2 separate regions of the Sus scrofa genome follow, and region 2 is linked to region 1. A link is a contact called in public promoter capture Hi-C data. All regions are on one chromosome and are shown on one strand. Each heading gives the region's core, a stretch centred on a gene start, on an enhancer-like site or on the middle of the called end of the contact. The rest is flanking DNA. Distances are from core to core; before and after follow the strand shown.

What was found. Promoter capture Hi-C pulls out the DNA fragments that hold promoters and counts their contacts.
Region 2: a contact with region 1 is called in a promoter capture Hi-C map of liver, with 3 times the contacts expected there. The contact joins the promoter of ATG16L2 here to the promoter of INPPL1 in region 1. A contact is called at or near these places in 1 of 5 promoter capture datasets (liver) and 1 of 47 Hi-C or Micro-C datasets (liver).

Annotation. Positions count from the first base shown.
Region 1 is chr9:6,790,415-6,797,241 of Sscrofa11.1, reverse strand. INPPL1 (inositol polyphosphate phosphatase like 1) reads right to left here and starts at 3,271. Exons shown (of 32, transcript NM_001190279.1): 1 at 3,240-3,271; 2 at 3,076-3,237; 3 at 264-327. The coding sequence starts at 3,271. FOLR2 (folate receptor 2 (fetal)) reads right to left here. Exons shown (of 5, transcript NM_213853.1): 5 at 6,789-6,827.
Region 2 is chr9:7,342,702-7,349,528 of Sscrofa11.1, reverse strand. ATG16L2 (autophagy-related protein 16-2) reads right to left here and starts at 2,556. Exons shown (of 17, transcript XM_013977351.2): 1 at 2,375-2,556; 2 at 553-652; 3 at 1-29. The coding sequence starts at 2,492. It also overlaps a transcript of STARD10 not described here.

The DNA of each region.
Region 1 (6,827 bases), core at 2,022-4,521:
TGCGCTGCCATCAAGATCAAGAGTCAGGGAGCTCCCGTCATGGCTCAGCAGGACTCGGGTTCAATCCCCGGCCTCACTTAGTGGGTTAAGGATCTGGCATTGCCGTGAGCTATGGTGTAGGTCCCAGACATGGCTCTGATCTCTCGTTGCTGTGGCTGTGGTGCAGACCAGCAGCTGCAGCCTCGATTCGACCCCTAGCCTGGAACTTCCGTAAAAAGCAAAAAAAAAAAAAAAAAAACAAGGGTCAGAGTCCGAGCTCCTACCTGCACAGCCAGGAAGTCTTCTCCATCAGGTAGAATCCGATACGTGTGCACGTGCTTCTGATACCTGATGGCAAAGCAGGGGAGCAGAATCTGTCACCCCCCAGGCTGGGGTCTGAGTGCCAAGGCACCCCCCCTTCCTACCAACAGGCTCAGCTCCCAGCCCCTGCAGCATGGTTTCCCTAAAACCGTTTGCCCAGGCTGCACAGGGTTAATGATGGGGCCGGTCTACCCTCTCCTGCTGGTGCCAAGCAAAGCAGAACTGTCCAGAACCCCCCCGCCCTCCGCAACCCAGACCTACATAGGCTCCCCACACACCGCAGGGCCCGGGAGGCAACAGGCAGCTCTTTTGTGGCTTCTACAGCTGTCTAAACAGCCCCTCTGGGCTGCTGTACCAGTCTGGGCCCCCCGCCAGAGTAAGAGTCCTCAGACGCCTGGGTAGCCCGTCCGTGTGCAGGTGTGACGTGCCAGCCCACGTGTGCGCCTGCCGCCTGTGTGTATGTTGGTGTCTGGCTTGGCTGCAGCTGGCCTGTTGGGCAGTTTTGCTGCCGGGTGTGTGGCCATCACCGAGGCCTTCTCCCCGCTTCCCCAGATACCAGGAAGCAGGGGCGACCCTCTGCAGGATTCCTGGGCCTCTAGGAGCCCCAAGCTAAGGAGGGGCAAGAGAGGTGCTGACAGATGGCACCAACAGCTGAGCAGGTGACAGCTGAGCCCGGCCTGGGTGGTACCGGCTGCACCCTGTGCGGGTGGAGGATCCTTGTGCAGCCGCACCTCAGGGCAGGCGTGCTCCACGGTGCCCTGGGCCCGTGTGTGCTGGCAGGGGGCAGTACTGGCACCAGAGGGCCCAGATGCCACTCTGAGATGCCCAGAGTCCTCTCCCCTCAGGTAAGCCCCGCTCAGAGGCTCTCCTGACGCCAAATGGGCACAAGCTGTGTGGGCGTCTGTGTGTGACTATGTGTGTTGGTTTGTGGACTGTGGGTCTGTGTTTCCAACAGTAACAGCAGCCCATTAACTGAGCTGTCTCTGTGACAAGCCAAGTACTCAGCATCCTACAGATGGGATCTCATTTAATCCTTACGTGTTAAGGCAGAGGTTATTATTATTCCCATTCTCCAGAAGAAAAAACTGAGGCTCAGAGATGAAAAGATATTTGCTTAAGATCACAGAGCAAGTTAAAGGCAGAGCTGGGATTCAAGGTCGGGACAGAGGCCGGGGCCTGAATCCTGGCCTGCTGCTTGGCCTGTCGGTGCCTGCTGGGACAGGGCTGTTCCTGAAGGTTCTCTGTACATGTGGGTGTTACATACAGGTAAGCAAGTTTGGTTCTGATCACCCACCCCAGGCTCCTGCGATGCGAGGCGTAACCGGACTCAGCAAGGAAAGCCAAAGCCCAAAAGGACAGACCCCACCCCACCCATCCCCTCTCCGGGCAGCGGAGCCAAGATCTTCCCCTCCTGGGACAATAATGCTGCTCATCCCGACACAGGCCCAGCTGTCCCCTCCCACTCAACAGCTGACCCAGCACCTGCCTCCCCCCCCCAATTAGGGGGTGTGCCACGGGGCGGCTGGGATGCAGGACTCTGGATATTCATCTGCCTAATAAGCTGTCCCTGTTCGGTCTTCCCTGTTGGGCCTCAGACATGGGACATAAGCTGAGACTCAGGGGACTCCTTCTTCTTCAGGTCCACCGCCCAGGCCAGGGTTTCTCAACCTCAGCCCCACTGACACTTTGGAGCACGTGATCCTTTGTCGTGAGGGGCTGTCCTGTGTGTGATCGGAGGTTTAGCAGCGCTCCTGGCTTCTACCCAAGAGAAGCCAGCAGCACAGTCCCAGGTGTGACAACCCAAAGTGTCTCCAGACGTGACCAGATATCCTCTGAGGAGGAAACTCAACCCCAAGTGAGAACCGCTGGCCCAGGCCAGGGCACCCCCAAAGATGTGAGAACAGAGGGGGAAAGGCCACAGGAGTGGGGACTTGGGAAGGCTCACCGGCCTAAGAAGAACCATAACTGGATCTAAACAAAGCAGCCCCACAGCTTCCCACTCACCTGCTTCCACTCCGGAGCCTACCCGAGCCCTCCCAGTGCCACATCTCGAGGCCCAAGAGGGCAGCTCAGGCAGAACAGTCCAAAACTGAAAATGCACAAACTCACCCAGCACCGCTGCCGCACAAACACAAAACCAGGCCCACTCAGAGAGCGGGCCAAGCCTAGCCCCTCGCTGGGCACCCATAGCTCAGGGACAGGGCAGCGGATCCCAGAGCCAGCCCCGGGCACACTCACTCACTGATTCATAAAACAGTGACTCCGCAGACACAGCTCCCCCCCTTCTTGTCAACACCACCCTGCCCCCCAGCCCCAGATGAGACAGCCAAGCAAGCCCAGCCTCAGTCCTGCGGGCACAGAAAGGCCCCCTAAGGAAGCTGCTGGGCAACTCCACACCCCCGGGGTTCATGGGGCCCTGACTGCCACTCAGACGTCCAACCCCTATACAAAGTAAAGTGCACAGAACCGTGGAAAGCACATCGGCACCAGTGCCTGGAGGGCGGCTGAGGGGGTCGTCCAGAGACTCCCTGCATTTGCCCCAGAACGGCCACCCTGAGCAGCGGGACCCCCCATGCCGGCCCTCCGTGCCCCAGCAAGTGCGCTCAGACACACAGCAGGAAGGAAGCGATCCCTGCATCCTTCCTCGGGCCCAGCAGAAGGCCAGGCCCCCGCTCTGGAGGGTGCTGGCGGCCCACGGTCCCGGGCCCGCCCCACACCACCCCACGAAGCCCAGGCCGTGCCCGCGCCCGCCCGCCCGCCGGCGGCCCCACTCACAGGACGCAGAGCGCGAAGGCTCCTGCCACGCTCTCGCTGTCTCGGACCAGGAAGCTGCCATCGCGGCCTGCCCGGGCCAGCAGCTCCTCGGCGGCGGCCCGGCTCAGGTCGCGGTGGTACCAGGCGGGGGCCGGGCTGCCCAGCGCGGCCCCCGGGCCCGCTCCCCCGGGCCCGGCGCCCCGCACGCGGAGGCCATGGCCCGCGCAGGGCTCAGCGCCGCCCGCGCCCGCCGCCCCGCGCCATTCGCCCCAGGACGCTCGGGGCCGAGGCTGGGGCCGGGCCCGGGGCCCGGGCCTGAGGATCCGCTGGCGGGATCGAGCCGGGGATCGCGGCTCCGCGCTCCGCCGCGCTGGACGCCGGGTTTGCCGCGCAGCCGCCGCCGCCGCCGCCGCCAGCAGCGCCGGCCTCAACTTGAAGAGAAAGAAAAGTTTGTTCAGAGGCGGCGGGGGAGGGGCAGGCGTGCAGCGCGGGGCCCGGCGGCCCGCCCCCGCCCCCGCCGCTCGGCCCGCCCCTGCCCCCACCCCCCGAGGAGTCGCCCTCCGCACGCCCGCGGGACCCCCTAAGCCCCAGGGCAAGCCAGCCTCCCGCACCCCACAACGATCCTGCCCCGCCGTCATCACCCGGAGGAGATCCGGCCCCTCACACCGCCCCCACCCCATCGAAGCCCCAGTCCCCCATCCTGCGCCCTGACACTTCGGGATCCCGACCCCATCCTCCTCCCTTCAATAGTCGCAAAGATACGACCCCCAACTCTCATAAACGTCTGATTTCACCCAAAGCCTTTCCATTCGTCCCCTCCCCCCCAGACTCGTAGGGTCGAGTTACCAAAATCCGCAAAGTATCTCATGATGAACCTCCTCCCGTTCCTCTCCCCATCACCCCCAACTCCGGGGAAATCCGGCCCCCTTCTTAGACCTGAACCTCCAAACCACACTGGGTCCAAATCCCGCGAGGGGATCCCCCACGAACCCCCAGACGGGGTCCAGTGTCCGAATCCCCATGCACCCTCCCGGCAGCCCCTCTCAGTCCGGCCAGGGCCCTTCCCCCTCTCGGCCAAGTTCCCTGGCACCATCCCCCATCCCCGCAGGCCCCGGCCTTGAGGGGTTCAGCACTCCGAGACCAGGCTTCCCCTGGCCCATCTAGAAGAAAGTTCCCTCAACGCCCCGGGCTCCCGACCTCTCCCCAGAGCCGCGGCCGCCCAGCCCGGACCCCCACCTCCTGCGCTGTACCGCTGCCCCCTTCCCCAGGGAAGCGGCCCTGGACTCTCCGCGGCCACTTAAGATGGCCATCCTCCGCCGCCGCACCCCCCTCGCCTTCCGCCCCGCCCGCCGCTCCGCCCCCGCCGCTCTCCGCGGAGCTGGGGGCAGCACCCGCGCCCCGCCTTGCTGGGCCCCGCGCCTAGATCCCAGAGCCGCGGATCGGCCCATTGACCTCGGCTAAGTCTCGGCGCCTCCGGGAGCGTCGCCTTCCCGCTCCGTAAAATGGGGGTAACGTTATGAGGGCAGACTCCTTGGGACTGTGCTTGTAAAGCTCTCGGCACGCGGCCTGGCATCCAGCGGGCGCTCTCAAACGGCGGCTATTTTTATTATTAATTAAGGAGCAACGAAGGTGACAGCTGTGTAAACTGTAAAGCGCTGCAGCAGAACCGACGGGTATTATTAGCACTCGCCCCCGCCCCAGCTACTCGCTCCAAGTCAACAAACTTGAGCCTTTGTGGGCGGGACGCGGAGCCGGGAGCGCCCAGGACCGGTTTCGCTCCGACACCCCGGGGCCACTTCCCCTCCCACCCCGGGCCGCCCGGAAAGGGGGCGGGGCTCTTAGCGGGGCCTGGCCCGCCCCTTCCCCAAAAAAGACCTAGCCGGTGGCGGCGTCTCCTGGGAGTCCGCTTCCTGCCCCGCCTCCCCGCCCCCTGGCTCCTTAAAGGCGCAGGCCGCCAGCCTCGCTGCCACCGCTGCCAACGCCTAGGCCGCGGTCGGAGGATCCCCTTTAACCCGGGAGAGAACTTTCACTGCCGAGTTGAACCTGTGTCAAATATGCATTGGCTTCACGCAGCTGAAGCGAAGCCAGGGCTGTGGAGCGGGCGTGTCGGTGGGGCCTTCCAGACTAGATAGATGTATTGACAGAATGAAACAGTGTCTCAAAGCCCTCCCGGCACCCAGCATTCGTCCTCCAGGCTGTGCCCGACTCCCCCGTCGGTCGCCTCTTGGTGTAAGAGTAGCTCCCTGATGCGGCGAGAGAGACCGGGTCTGCAAGCCTTCACTCAGTTCTCATCCTAGCTTCATCACCACCTGCCCGGCGTTCTCACACAGGTACCTGCCCCTCGCTTCTGCGGTTGGGATGTGAAGACAGTGATCTCCCCAGGGGCAAAGGGGAAATGGGAGCCCAGAAATAAACTCAGGCCCAGCCGTGGGGGCTGTGCAAGGACAGAACAGTCCTCCGAGAGTTGCATAGCTACCAACCCTAGAGGGAACCAAGGTACCCGAGAACCTCGTGCCCCTGGGAAGCCCCTAAGAGTTTCTACCCCTCGTCCAGCTGCCTCCAGGACACAGCAGGGCAGGACCAGTGCAAGGCTCTCGAGTGTTGCCTCCCCGAGAACCTCATAGACTGCCCTCCCCAATTGGCTCTCTTCCTGCAAGCCCCCAAGCTGCTCCTTCCAGCCACATCATGTATTAATTTATTTTCACCTTCCCCTGGGAATCCTAAGCCTTCCCTGCGATCTCAGAGAGGCATCAGTGAGTGATGCTTTGGAGCGAGATCTTAATTTTCTGCTCAGGAATTGAACCTGGGCAGCCTGGTTGAAAACCAGGAATCCTAGCCGCTAGACCAACTAGAGGCTAGAAGCAGAATTGCCCTGATTCGTGCCCCTGTTGGAAGCAAGAATGTTTCAAAGAGGCAGAGACTGTGAAAACAGGTAGGAAGATTACTGTAGAGTCACAGTAGGTGTGGGAGCGCGCACAGAGAAGTGGTTTATCTCAGCAGGAAGGGAAGGGGTAACGCACACCCCAAGGAGGAGCACAGCTGTGGGCTCCCCCAGTGAGGCGCGCACCAGAGGGGATTTACATCACTTATATGGGACGATTCCTCTGGATCCTTGTTTTCCTTTGGCCAATGGCCTTGGGGTACTTCTCACACCTTTCTGGACACAGGACCCGCCCCCATATGCCTGCGCATCTTTTGGCAAAGATGGATTCCAGAGCAAGGGGTTTTGGGACAGAAACAAGACTTCTTATGGTCCGGCACCCCCTCCCTTTTTGACCCCTAGACGTCTTCCTGCACATGTGTGATTGGGGAGCTCTCTTTGAGCTCTCCCCCAGGCGGGACTAAAGTGGTCCTTATCTTTCTGCTCCCGTAGAGCTCGGCTCCTGCCGTGAACTTGTCCCTTGACACGTCGAAGAGAAACAAGGCCCAACTGCCTCGGCCTAACAAGCCCCAGCTGTTCTCAGCCCAGGGGCCCATCTCCCTTCTGCCTGACCTGGACTCCCATTCCCAGCTTTGCCGAGGCAGCAGAGCTGAGCACAGAGCCAGGCAGATGAAGCCTGGGGGAAGGAGGGCTCGTTGATAGGACCCAACATAAGCGTGAAGTCCTGGACCTGGCTCTCCTCTTGGGGGCGAAAAGGGCAGCAGGATCTCTGAAAGCTATTCATGTGCAGGTGCTGAACGCACAGGCTCTCTGGGCAACATGTCACAAGCACGAGAGAAGGAAGGGTTGCTATCTTCATTTTATTGAGGAGGAGCCTGTGGTTTAGAGCCGT
Region 2 (6,827 bases), core at 1,307-3,806, 550 kb before region 1:
CTGAGTCAGGCCCCGCCTCCTCCTCCTCCCTGCCAACCAATCACAGAGTGCCGTTCATTCCACCCTCCACCCGCCCAGAGGATGCGCAGGAGTTTGAAAGCAAAGCCGTGACCTTTCTCCCGAGGAAGGTGGGAGCCAGACAGTCAGCAGAGGAAAGAGCAAGTCTCCAGAAACGAGCTGCCCGCGACTCCCATGCTCTGCGGTCTCCGCAGGCCTTGAGTTCCCGGGCCAGAACTCTCCTCAAGAAGGACGCCCAGCCCATCCCGGTCCTCATCCTCCGTCCACCTGCGGAGCAGACAGCGTCCTGCCTCTCTGTAGGCGGCAGGTGAGGCGCACAGGAGTGGGAGGGGAGGCCACTGGACAGACGCAGAGAGACGGCTGAGAAGTGGAGGACAAGGAGCTGCCCTGGGGAACGACTGCCCCTCCCCTGGGCATCGGTCAGGGGCCATGGAGGTACCAGGGAGAGAATGAGCCCAGCCAAGGCAGTGGCAGCAGGGCCAGGCACAGGAAGCCCATTGTGACCACCACCCCCTGTCACACACACACACTTACCAGGGGCCCTGGTGGGTAGCTGGCGTGACACTGTTTGGCTCTGGCAGCAGTGTCTCTGAGAACCGGGCCAGCAGCTCAGCCTTCTCTAGGAGACGGTTATCTAGGGGTGCAAGGGGGCGAGCCTGGAGCACAGATAGACCCTTTCCAGCAGACTCCAGGTGTGCAAGCTGCCTCTGGCTGCGAGGGCTGCAGGAGCCCAGGGATCCCGAGGGGAGTTGGTGTAGCTCTGCCAGAATCTCCAGCCCTTGCACTCCCTCCTAAGAGCACAGCCCCCAGGCCCTCCCAGGAGAAGACCTGCTTCCCCCAGGACAGAGAAGCAGAGAAGGACCACCACGGCTGGGGAGGGAGATGGCAGAGCAGGGCCTGAGTGAGCGAAGGAGCTGGGGATGGATCCTGCCTCCCCCAGGGCCGGGCCTGGGCCCAGAGAGCAATGAGACAAACTGAGCTCCACCAGCCTGTGGCCTTCGGCAAGTTACTTCCCCTCCGGAGGCTCAGACTTTCCAGATCAAAAAAAAAATCCTGATTTCCCCAGGGCTGGTGTAACGTTCCCCACAGGCCAAAACAGCAAGTTCTCAAGTTTGGTAGTTTCTGCTACGAAGCCTGGAACACAACCCTCCACCCCCACTCGTGGGCACTTCCTCTTTCTCAGCCGGTTCCAGGTTAGGGCGGTGGATAAGCCCAGGCCTAGCTCCGCAGCTCCTCGCTCTCACTGGACTTGTTCTCACACAAAACCCCACCACAACCCCCACTCCTGCCCAGCAAATCCAAACGAGATGCTAGTCCGTCCAGTTTACTGGTGAGAAACCTGAGGCTTAGGGCTATGACCTGCCCCAAACCAGAGAAGACAGAACCAACTGGGAGTCTGTGTTCAGCCCTCCAGCATCTCTCCAATCCCACACATCTGCCACCCCAGGGGGTGAGGGTAACTGGAAGGTTCCACTGTCCCTCAGAGCCACGGAGAAGTGAGGCTGCCTAGAGGCATGGGGCTGGCCTCATCCCTGAAGGCGGAGGACTGATGGCCAGAAGGTTGCAAAGAAATCGCCCAGGACGAAGCAGCAGATTCAGTTGTGGGGGTTGGAGGAGACAGTTAAGTAGCAGCCAAGGTTAGGACCAGTGATGGAGCGGAAGGGACTGTGGTTAGACTTTCAACCCCTGACACAGAATCTCAGCCGACCAGAGGCACTGCACCCAGATGTACAGCTCTTCATCCCGACTTGAACTGCATACCCTTTCCTGACCAGCTTCCCAGAAACAGGTCTGAGAGTCTGACTTCCCCAGGCTCAGCCACGGCCCTCCAAAGCCTGGGGCCCCCTGCTTCTCCCTCAGGCCAGAGGTGGCTGGACAGAGAGATGCTCCAAAAACCTGAGCCTCTCAGTGGCAAAGCTTCGGACTCTGAACTTCCTCTCTAGAGTTTAGAAGTAACTGCTCTGGACAGTCCTGTGATCTTTCGCTGTGCTTATGGGGACCAGATGGACTGATCAGGCTCTACCCTGGAGACTGCCCAGGAAGGGGACGTCTAAGCGACCCTAACAAACCAACACTCGCTGACGAACCCGTTCCTAGGAAGCCCAGTTGTTGAGAGGCAGAGCCGGGCCCCCAGGCGCAAGGAAGAGCCAGAGCTCCATCCGGCAAAGGGCTCTAAGCAGACCCGGGTTCGTAACGGGCAAGAACACCGGCTAGTCGGAGATGGGGCGTAACAGGGGCTCTAGAAGGCTCAAGCTTCGGAGACGAAAAGATGATACGCCAGGGTCAAAGCCGAAGCAGCCAAACCCTCTCCCCGCGCCCCCGACGGTCATAGGGCCCCCCGGGCACCAGCACTCACAGGCTGGCACCAGCTCCAGGAAGAGGGCCTTCTGCGTGCGGTCCCGGAGTCGAAGCTGCCGCACGATGTGGCGTTTCCAGCAGGCGACAGGGGCGCCGGGGTCGCTGGGCCCCGCCATGGCCGCCCGCTGCCGCCCGCCCCGCGCGCTGCTCTCGCAGAGGTGGGCGCGGCCGGGCGGGGCGGGGCCCGGCGGGGACTCCGTGACGTCACGCGGCTGGCGGGGAATCCCCGGGTTGTACCAAAAGCGTTTTGGGGGGAGAACGGAAGGAAAACGTGGGAGAAGCCGCCCCCAGGGTCTAGACCCTCGGACCCCACCAAAGTCGCACCTGAGTGGGGACTCCTGTAAGCTTTCGGGGGCGGTGAGAGGGGACGAGGTCGGAGCCTCCGGGCGGCTCCCCCTCTCCTGTTGGCACGCTCCGCAGGCGCCGCCTCCGAGGCCTCCGTGTTTTAACCCCAAGGCGCCCACACCGAACGCTAAGGTAACAGACGCTCTGGACCAGGCGGCGCTTGAAACTGGGTGCAGCCCCCTCCCCCCACTCCCGGACTCTGCCCTCGAGACCTGTGAGGGGAGGCGACACCGACACAAGGCAGGCAATATGTGACAGCGAGATGAGAAACCACGGAAAAAGAAGGACTGAAGAAAGGAGGCCCTGCTTCTCGGAGGTGATGGCCTCGAGTCAGGTGGTGAGGGATGCAGTAGGAATTGGCCAGGAGGAGAAAGAAGCAAAATCCAGGCAGTGGAGAGAACAAGTGCAGAGGTTCAAGGGCATAAAACGTTCCAGCAGATTCGGGCCTGGAAGGACGGGAGAAAGAACCGTCCTTGTGTGGAGCAAGGCTTAAGGGTCCAGTTCATGCAGAAACTTCAGGCCCCTGAGAGTAAAGGCATGCAGCTGATTTCATCTAAGAAGCCCCTGGCTCAGAGTGGGGAAGAGGCTTGCTTGAGACTGCACGGGAGAGGATGGCTGAGCTGGCCACCAACGCAGTATCCTGACCGAGTTCTGCTGATCGTTCTGTACCCTGTTGGGCAGCCCCTGGAGCAGCAGCAGCATCTCTTGCAGGTGCACTTGACAGTGAATCATGAGTTTGCAGGGAACTGTCCAGAGCTCTGCAGACAGGCTGGTGTGACGAATGAAAGGAGGGACTCACTGAGGCCATGCAGGCCATGGAGGTGACAGGTCTGTTGAAATGTGGAGAGGGCGGGCTACAGGTCTTGAAAAGCTATCAATGCCAGTGACACCACAGGAGAGGGTACTCTGCTCTGCTTTGAAACCACAGTGAATTGGGCTTTGTCCCCCTGTGCCATTGTCTTTGACCCTCATTTCCTTTGGTCGCCCTACGCCTGCTGTTTGGAACACCTTTCCCTCTAGTGGGCCTGGCTTCTACTCATGGGTCACTTCCTCCAGGAAAACTTTGCTGCACCTGTACAGAGTTAAACCTGCGATCTTAGCCCCAGCCCCAGCCTGGCCTGTCTATTCAGGGAGTGGGTAGTGGGTGTTAACATTAACTAGTGTACCGAAGAGAAGCAAATGGTACCCATGGAGGCTCAGGGCCAGGGCAGATGTGGCTCAGATCCCGCGTTGCTGTGGCTGTGGTGTAGGCCGGCAGCTGCAGCTCTGATTCGAGCCCTAGCCTGGGAACCTCCATGTGCCACAGGTGCGGCCCTAAAAAGAAAAAGAAAAAAAAAATCTTTGAATTGGGAGAAATCTTCATGACTATGATTTCATGAATATGATACCAAAAGCACAAGCAACAAAGGGGAAAAAAAGCTTTTGTGCATCAAAGGAGATGGTCGAGGCGCTCCCGCTGTGGCTCCTTGGAAATAAATCCCACTAGAATCCATGAGGATGCAGGTTTATCGGCCTCGCTCAGTGGGTCGAGGATCCAGCGTTGCCGTGAGCTGTGGGGTAGGTTGCGGATGAGGTGCGGATCTGGCGTTGCTGTGGCTGTTTCGTAGGCCAGCGGCTACAGCTCAGATTCGATCCCTACGCTGGGAACCTCCATATGCCACAGGTGCAACCCTAAAAGGATTTTAAAAAAAAGAAAAAAAGACGATCAAGAAAGTGAGGAGTTCCCGTTGTGGCTCAGTGGTTAACGAATCCCACTAGGAACCGTGAGGTTGCAGGTTCGATCCCTGCCCTCACTCAGTGGGTTAAGGATCCCGCGTTGCCGTGAGCTGTGGTGTAGGTCACAGACACGGCTCAGATCTGGCATTGCTGTGGCTCTGGCGTGGACAGGCAGCCACAGCTCCGATTAGACCCCTAGCCTGGGAACCTCCATGTGCCGCGGGAGTGGCCCTAGAAAAGGCAAAAAGACAAAGAAAGAAAGAGAGAAGACATCTATAGAATAGGAGAAAATATTTGCAGGTATATATCTGATAAGGGTCCACTGTCCAGAGTATGTAAAGAACTCCTAAAGCTCAACAACAACAAAACTAATTCAACAGTTCAAAAAATGAGCAAAGGATTTGAACAGACATTTCTCCAAAGATAGACAAAAGGCCAATAAACACATGAAAAGGTGCTCAGTGTTATTACTCATTATTACTCATTAAAGAAATGCAAATCAAAACTATGAGAAACCACCTTTTGCCTAGGAGAATGGCTAAATTTCTTTTTTTTTTTTTTTTTTTTTTTTTTGTATTTTTGCCTCTTCTAGGGCTGCACCTGCGGCATAAGGAGGTTCCCAGGCTAGGGGTCCAATCAGAGCTGCAGCTGCCAGCTACACCACAGCCACAGCAATGCGGGATCCGAGCCACGTCTGTGACCTACACCACAGCTCACCGCAATGCTGGATCCCCAACCCATTAAGCAAGGCCAGGGATCGAACCCACAACCTCATGGTTCCTAGTCAGATTCGTTAGTCACTGAGCCACAACGGGAACTCCTAGAATAGCTATAATTTAAAACACTGTTTTAATGGAAAATAACAAACACTGGCAAGGATGCGAAGAAATTGGAAACATAGGGCACTGCTGGTGGGAATATATATAAATGTGTGTGTGTGTGTGTGTGTTATACATACATTCTTTTGCACTATTCTTTTCCATTATGGGTTACCACAGGATATCGAATAGAGTTCCCAGTGCTATATGGGAGGACCTTGTTGTTATCCATTCTATATACAATAGTTTGCATCTGCTAACCCCAAGCTCCCACTCCATCCCTCCACCCCCTTCCCCCTTGGCAACCACAAATCTGTTCTCTATGCCTGTGAATCCATTTCTGTTCATAGATAAATCCATTTACATCATAGTTTAGATTCCACATATAAGTGATATCACATGGTATTGTCTCTGTCTTTCTGACTTACTTCACCCTAGTGTGATAATCTATAGGTCCGTCCATGTTGCTGCAATATTTTTCATTCTTTTTTGTGGCTGAGTAGTATTCTATTCTATTCTATGTATCGCATCTTCATTATCCATTCATCTGGATATTTAGATTGTTTCCGTGACTTGGCTACTATGAATAGTACTGCTGTGAACATTTGGGTGCATGTATCTTTTTTTTCCCTTTTTTTAGGGCCACAAGTGTGGCATATGGAAGTTCCCAGGCTAGGGGTCAAATCAGAGCTGCAGCTGCTGGCCTACACCACAGCCACACTAGATCCAAGCCACATCTGCAGCTATGCTGCAGCTTGCAGCAACATCAGATCCTTAACCCACTGAGCAACCAGGGATTGAACCCGCATCCTGATGGATACTAGTTAGTTTCTTAACCAGCTGAGCCACCAGGAGAACTCCCACATGTATCTTTTTGAATTAGAGTCTTGTCTGGATATACGCCCAGGAGTGGGATTCCTGGATCGTATGGCAACGTTAGTTTTAGCTTTTTGAGGAATCTCCGTCCTTTTTTCCATAGTGCCTGCACCAGCTTACGTTCCCACCAACAATGTGGGACGGTTCTCTTTTCTCACTGGTGGATAAGTTTGATGGTTTCTCAAGAGGTTAAACAGAACCAACCAAACAATCCAGCAATCCCATGCCTCGGTGTACTGAAGGCCAGGCCTCAAAGAGGTATTTCTAAACCCGTGTTTGCAGTAACATTATTCACAATGGACAAAAGGTGGACAGGATTCACGTCCATCAGCAGATGAACAGACAAACAAAATGTGGTTTATACATACAGTGAAACATGAATCAGCCCTAAAAAGGACTGACGTTCTGAAACATGCTACGACCTCTATGAACCTTGAAAACTTACACTACGTGAAATAAGTCAGACACGAAAGGACAAATATTTTATGATTCCACTTATGTAAAATACCTAGAATAGTTGAATTCATGGAGACAGAATATAGATTAGAGGTTACTGGGGCTGTGGGGAAGTTCTTACTTAATGTTATTACTTAATGTTTAACAGAATTTCTGTTTGAGCTGATGAAATACTTTTAGAAACAGTGGTGATGCTTGTACAACTCTGTGAAGGTAAGTAATGCCACTGAATTACTGTAC